2 separate regions of the Zea mays genome follow, and region 2 is linked to region 1. Evidence: chromatin contacts called from public Hi-C data. All regions are on one chromosome and are shown on one strand. The core of a region is the stretch at or near the end of the contact, and the rest is flanking DNA. Distances in the headings are between cores, read along the strand shown. Region 1 holds the start of LOC103633756 (ethylene-responsive transcription factor ERN1). Region 2 holds the start of LOC103632103 (5'-nucleotidase SurE).

Evidence for each region. A called contact is a pair of places that touch in the nucleus more often than the background predicts.
Region 2: a Hi-C map of leaf shows a contact between it and region 1, with 6 times the contacts expected there. The contact joins the promoter of LOC103632103 here to the promoter of LOC103633756 in region 1. A contact is called at or near these places in 2 of 25 Hi-C or Micro-C datasets (both in leaf).

The regions. Positions count from the first base shown.
Region 1 is chr7:17,625,239-17,628,689 of Zm-B73-REFERENCE-NAM-5.0, forward strand. LOC103633756 (ethylene-responsive transcription factor ERN1) reads left to right here and starts at 1,671. Exons shown (of 1, transcript XM_008655447.2): 1 at 1,671-3,451. The coding sequence starts at 2,206. The coding sequence ends at 3,174.
Region 2 is chr7:17,804,573-17,808,023 of Zm-B73-REFERENCE-NAM-5.0, forward strand. It overlaps LOC103632103 (5'-nucleotidase SurE), which reads right to left and starts at 1,822. Exons shown (of 9, transcript XM_020540888.2): 1 at 1,453-1,822. The coding sequence starts at 1,637.

The sequences.
Region 1 (3,451 bases), core at 421-2,920:
TGTGAGGCGCTCCTACATTGTAGCAACCTAGTTCACTACTTCACTTCTTCCTAAACTTTTTTCTAGCTTTGTTCCCTGCTATTACTGCTCTTTTTACTTGCAAAAACCAGCCAACAACGTCACTCATTACGTTTGGATCTACTAACGCCCGGCTTAGATCATTGGAATTGAATTCCATTCTAATAATAATAACTTAGGCATATATCAATTAAGCTAATTCGGTTTTATATAAAATATATTTGTATACTATTATTAGCAAGATGTCGGAGATATTTATGTGTTATGTTTTTATCATAGAGAAGAAAGACGAAGAGTGTCATATAAGTTACATAGTACAAACAAATTCTACTAATGCATAAAATCATTTCATATCCTCCACCCTATGTATTTGAGATAGACTTATATCCAAACTTTCGGAAGTGGTGGAATGTCAAATTCCAAACTAAATAATTTACTTTATTGAGTGAATTCCAATTTCTCAAAGAATAAAGGGATTCAAACGGTCCGAAAGATTATTATTCTAGATCCCTTTCGTAACAGGTGCTAGCCAAAAAAAAAGGGGGCTTCCTCACCCACCAGCCTGTGTGCTACGCGATCAAGAAGATGAATCGCATTCACATCTCGACAAACTGCACTGTATATATACACTCGCGCGACAATTCTGGTTCCTTTTGCTGGCTCAATATTGTTTGGAGAGGGTGGCACCTACATCCGTAGAAGTAAACCGTGCGGAATGGTGGAGATCAACGGTTAGCATAGTCGAGAAGAGCGAGAGGAAAGGGGCATGGTACCGTAAAAACTTTTTATTTATTTATTTATATTTAGGAGTCAAACCTTGGAAACAATAGACATTATATAGCTTACTCCCCCACCTCACATGATTACCACTTTATACAACCAAAGTTGTTCGCAATACCTTTGGACCGATTCTTTAGTCCATCGCTTCCATGGCGACGCCATCTCTGACAGGCACCCATGTCGTGAAGCCATCGGATGGCGCCGCCAAGTGGCAGCTGGTCGCGTCGTCGTGCCACCATGACCTGCCTCGTCTCCCTCGGGGGAGGAAGATGGCGCGTAAAATATGCACAAGCAGCTAGTAGGTGCTCAGCGACGTATACACTAATAATCAAGCATTTGAAGCGGATACTATTAATCAAGCGTTTGAAGCAGGCGCATGGCAATGCAGTGCCGGCGGGGGAGTTTTTATTACGGATAAGCTAGCTGCAAAAACTTCAATTGGTCACATTTCACATAAATATATATAACCTAGCCGAGTAGCTGTGGACGGATCTCCTACAAAATTCATGAAACCAAAAGGCCTCTCTCCGTTCTTAAATATATGACGCTTTGACATTTTTTAAAAAAAATTAACCACTTGTTTTATTAAAAATATTTATTCGAAAACATAAAATCTCAAGTCACGCTTAAACAACCTTAAATGATAAAACAAATCATAACAATATAAATAATAATTTTTTTTGATAATACGAATGATCAAAGCTTTAAAAAGATTTATACGGCGTCATATATTTAAGAACGGAGTTATAATAAACCACTCCTTGCGAATTATTAAACGGATATTCTTTACCTGAACAACAAGGCATCTCAATGTACAAAAAAAAAGAGTTCAAACAGCATTGTTGTCACATAGTTAGTACATCTGCCCACTTATGTACATCATATAGAAAGGGTTCTCAGCTGGAGAGCTCACTAGGACTCAGCAACAACAGAAGGATTTATTTGGCCAACGGTTGGAATGGATTGTTTTGTGACTCCAAGCCCACAGGTTTACCAACCGCGTCGATTGATGAAACAAACCGCATCAACCGTATCACCCCTAGCTAGCTTCACCTCCTTCACAGCAGCCGGGTCCCGGAAACAAAAGTTGGTTCTTGCATTGTGTCAGGTAGGGTAAACACCAAACATGTCAGCCACTAGGACCACATCAAACATCGGAATAAGCTACGGGACGCAGCATCGTGCTCCCAATGCGCTCTTAGAAAACTCAGCCATCGTTTATCGCACTAGGAAGATCTGCAACATCAGAGACAAGCAGAACATGACAAGGCACCTCCTCCCCCACTACACGTCTTAACACCCAGCATCACGCCCTCCCTTTAAATTCAGACACCATCTCCTGCCCCAGAGTTCAGACCAGAGTTTGTTCTCACACCACATGCAAAGATCGCCCACGCCATCTTCCCAATGGAGCTCCAGTTCCATCCCCAGCAGCACCACAGCTACCAACAACAACAACAACCACCACCGCCAGCCACGAAGGAACCCAAACCCAAGCCAAGAACGAGAACCAAGTGCGGCGGCGGCGGCGGCGGCAGCAGCAAGTTCGTGGGCGTCCGGCAGAGGCCGTCGGGGAGGTGGGTGGCGGAGATCAAGGACACGACGCAGAAGGTCCGGGTGTGGCTGGGCACGTTCGAGACCGCCGAGGCCGCCGCGCGCGCCTACGACGAGGCCGCCTGCCTCCTCCGCGGCGCCAACACGCGCACCAACTTCGCCGCCGCGCCGCCGCCCGACTCGCCGCTGGCCGCCCGGATCCGCGGCATCCTCGACCACAACAACAACAACGGCCGGACGCCGCCGAAGAAGACCTTACCGCACCGCCCCACCGCCGCCCGCTTCTTCCCCGCAGCCGCGGCCAGCACCGCTAGCACCTGCAGCAGCACGGCCAGCCCGACCAGCAGCAGTCCTAGCTCCAGCATCAGCTTCGCCACCAGCACCCACGCCCGCGCTCCCATTCCCACCCTCCCGGATCCTCGGAGTCAGAGCGCGACCGAGGAAGCTTATTACGCGCCGTACTCGGCCACCGGCGGCGGCGAAGAGTTCCAGCTAGCCGCGACCACGCACCAGTACGAACAACAGTCATGGGCGCTCAACGCCGCCAGCAGCCCCCTAACACCACCACCACCTCCGGACGCACGCGACGTGGGTAGCGTGAACGCTCGCCGCTTGGCGGTCGCGGCGGAGACAGGCAGAGACAGGATGATCAAGCTGGAGAAGAAGAGCAGCTCTGCGTCGCTGTCGCTGTCGCCCCACGGCGTCATCGACAGGGGTCCGGACAAGGATCTAGCGTTTGACGTGGGGAATGATGCGTCTGACTCCCTCTGGGATCTGCCGCCGATCTGCCCACTTTCTTCTTGCAGGTCTATGATGTTTTAGACTAGCATGGTGTATAATATGAAGATTTTGCACCTCCCCCGGCCGTCACCGATGCTCCTTCTTTTTTTTTTTCCTGCTCCTAGGAGCCAATTCCGTACAGAAGAGTGTATGAGGAATGATGGCCAGCAAGCAGAGTAATGCGAGTACTATGTGACGGACATGTCTTTCGTCTAGATAGCTGGCTTTTAAAGAGCCAGTAGTACTACACTTGTATTTTTTCCTTCTTTTCATTTTGTGTTTTTTTCATTAGGTTATGCACCTAGATAGCTCCTACGTT
Region 2 (3,451 bases), core at 572-3,071, 180 kb after region 1:
TTTCTCACACCCACACTGCTTTATTGCCTTAAAGAGACATAAAACAATGCTTAAAATACTTTTCTTCAATTCCATTTTTTTGTCTAATCTGTTCGTAGTTTCACCATATTTATTTTATACTAATGCAGGAGTTACCAGAAACGTATACAAATACATAGAGCTCAAATTTTAATGCCTCACATATTGCTTTTCAATAGTTAGTAAAAAAGGGGGGCAGACCCAATACCGGAGGCTCCTACACGAGTGGAGTTTAGGAAAGGAAAAAACCGAGGCAAGCCTTTCTCCTATAAATACGGAGATGATGCTTCGAAGTCGTGACCTAATGACTCAGTGAGATAGCTCTCACTACTGTACCAGGACTGCCCTTCACTTTTCAAGAGTAAGCTCATATTTTTTGGACTGGCAAGCATAAATCCTGAATACATGAAGTCTTACCATGGCAATTCTTATCCAAGTTTGTGTGAGTCTGTATAGTTCTCTTGCGTTTTTTCGAAAATACTGACAATATTAGTTCTCCTGCGTTTTTTCGAGAAAAAAAAAGTCTGTATAGATTACTTGCTCTGCATATACAAATGCATGGTTTTATTTTTCTGATATGAAGTTATGAACAACATAACTTTCTGAAATCCCCTTGTGCATACTTTTGGGAGGTACAAGAGATAACCAATCAATGATAGGAGTAGCAAAAATACTGAGGTTCTGTGCTAGTATCTATTCAGTGATTTGATGCGTTTGAGGTATAGTGATACCATGTGGCTCATAATATTATGTTGTTAAGCAGAGTTAAAATTTATTTGCCTGTTGATTTTGACCCACTGTTTATTTCAAACTTTTATTGCGTTGAAAATTGTGAGGCTTTGGATCCACTATTTTTTCATGCTCTTGTTGCGTTGAGAATTTTGGGACTTCCGTAGCAATGCACAGGCATCTGCCTTCTATTAAAACAAAAACTTGTCATACCGAAAACACCTGTAAACATTGCATGGAAACATTAATTGATAAATTTTGCTTCTCAAGGCCAAACTTGTATTTCCTATTTCTTAAATTCTTTACCGCAAATTTAGCACCCACAATTTTCATACCAATGCAATGATCAAGAGGGAAAACATCAACTAAGCGGTCATCTGCTGCAGACACATCCAGAAATTTACGAAAGCAAAAGGAAATATTGTAACTCATTTAGAGAATAAGTGAAACCGATAGAAACATGTTATTCCAAATTCCTCTGATTCGTCTTCTGGGCGAGAATGCCAGAAAGAGAAAAGGATAAAAAAATCCCAGCACAATTCTAGTTCTTTTTCCTAGCCTACTACGTCCTCTCGGGGTAAATCCCGTGATCCTTCCGCAGAATCTACGCAAGGCACCGACCAATCAACCAAACAAGCAGGAAACCGCAAGGGAGCGAGTAGCAGATAAGGGAGGGATCGCGAGACGAAGGAGGAAAGCATTTACGTGTCGGGCGCGCAGACGAGTACGCGGTATCGCCCTGCGGCGACGAGACGGTCGACAAGGAAGCGGAGCCCCGGCGCGTCGATTCCGTCGTCGTTCGTCACCAGCAGCACCGGCGCCGGCGCCGCAGCCGCGGCCGCGGTAGCAGCAGCAGTGGTGGAGTCCATGCGAGACTGCGAGCGCAGCATGGGGCGTTTCCGTTCGTGCGTAGGGATGTGAATGAGGAATTCCCGTTGGGGAAGAGTCGGAAGACTCCCCGTCTCCGCAGCGACAAAAAGTACCAGTCGCCGTCCCCGCGAACAAAAAGTACCAGTCGCCGTCCATAATGGGATTTTTTTTCCGTAGCGAATATGTCCCTGGAATAAAATATGTAAAGTTATTAGGGTGTTTGGTTGCACTTTCTATATCTTACCAATTAGTGCTAGTTTGAGAGAAAAAGAAAAACGGACTAAATTGAGAGGCTAGAATCACATTCTTATTTAATTTTAAATAAAAAAAGTTTTAGTCTCTCTAATCTGTTTCGGTTTGTAGACTTCCAAACTAATCCTTAGGTTATCCGAAATATTCGGTTTGGGTAATTCAGGTGAATGAAAATTCAGGTATTAAAAAATGTTATCTGATTTTTGTTTTAAAAAAGTATTACCCACGATTTTGGTTACATGATATTTCGGGTTCAGATTCATGTTTTACTTGATATACCCAAAATTGACAAATTCAACCATTTTTAAAAATTCTAGTAGCATTTAAAGCAACAAACAAATGTTTTTAAATCATATCATGTCTTCATATTAATTAACAACAAAACAATTATTAAGTTAGCATAAATCTATATTGATTTGTTCCAGTAATATATTTATATTGCATCAAACCACTTCTTGTTCGGTTATTTCCGTTCCATATGGATTGGAGGGGATTGGTATGGATTATAAGGGATTTTGACTTACTAGGGATTAAAACCGACTCAATCCCCTTCAATCCATATGGATTTGGGTTAAACCGAACAAGCCCTTATGTTTTTGTATTTTTGGTAATTCAGGTAGTTTGGGTGGTAACCGAACTACTGAAAGGGAATTAGGCTTACACCTATTTCCTAAACTAATTTTGGTGGTTGAATTGCCCAACACAAATAATTGGACTAACTAGTTTGCCCAAGTCTATAAGATCTACAGGTACCAAAGGTTCACAATAAGCCAATAAAAAGATCAAGAGAAAGGGTTCAAACAAAGGAGCAAAGGGACAACCGAAGGCACCCTGGTCGGGCGCACCGGACTGTCCGGTGTGCCACCGGACAGTGTCCGGTGCACCACCGGACAGTGTCCGGTGTACCAAGGAACTCCAAGCTGAACTCCGCACCTTCGGGAATTCGCAGAGTCGTCGCGCTATAATTCACCGGACTGTCCGGTGTACACCGGACAGTGTCCGGTGCTCCAAGGATGAAGAGACTCTGAACTCGTCGGCTTCGGGAATTCACAACGGCTAGTCCGCTATAATTCACCGGACATGTCCGGTGTACACCGGACTGTCCGGTGTGACGCCAGCGCGCACAGAAGTCAGGCACGCCCATGCTGGCGCACCGGACACTCCACAGTGCATGTCCGGTGCGCCACCGGACATCGAGACGGGCCTAGCAGTCAGAGCTCCAACGGTCGGAACCCTAACGGCCTGGTGACGTGGCTGTCGCACCGGACATGTCCGGTGTGCACCGGACTGTCCGGTGCACCATACGACAGACAGCCTCCACCAAACGGCTAGTTTGGTGGTTGGGGCTATAAATACCCCCAACCACCCCACATTCAAGTCATCCAAGTTTTCCACTTCTCAACCACTTACAAGAGCTAGGCATTCAATTCTAGACACACTCAAGTGATCAAATCCTCTCCAATTCCACACAAGGCTTTAGTGATTAGCGAGAGAGATTTGCCGTGTTCTTTTGAGCTCTTGCGCTTGGATTGCTTCTTTTCTTTCTCACTTGTTCTTGTGATCAAAACTCACTTGTAATCGA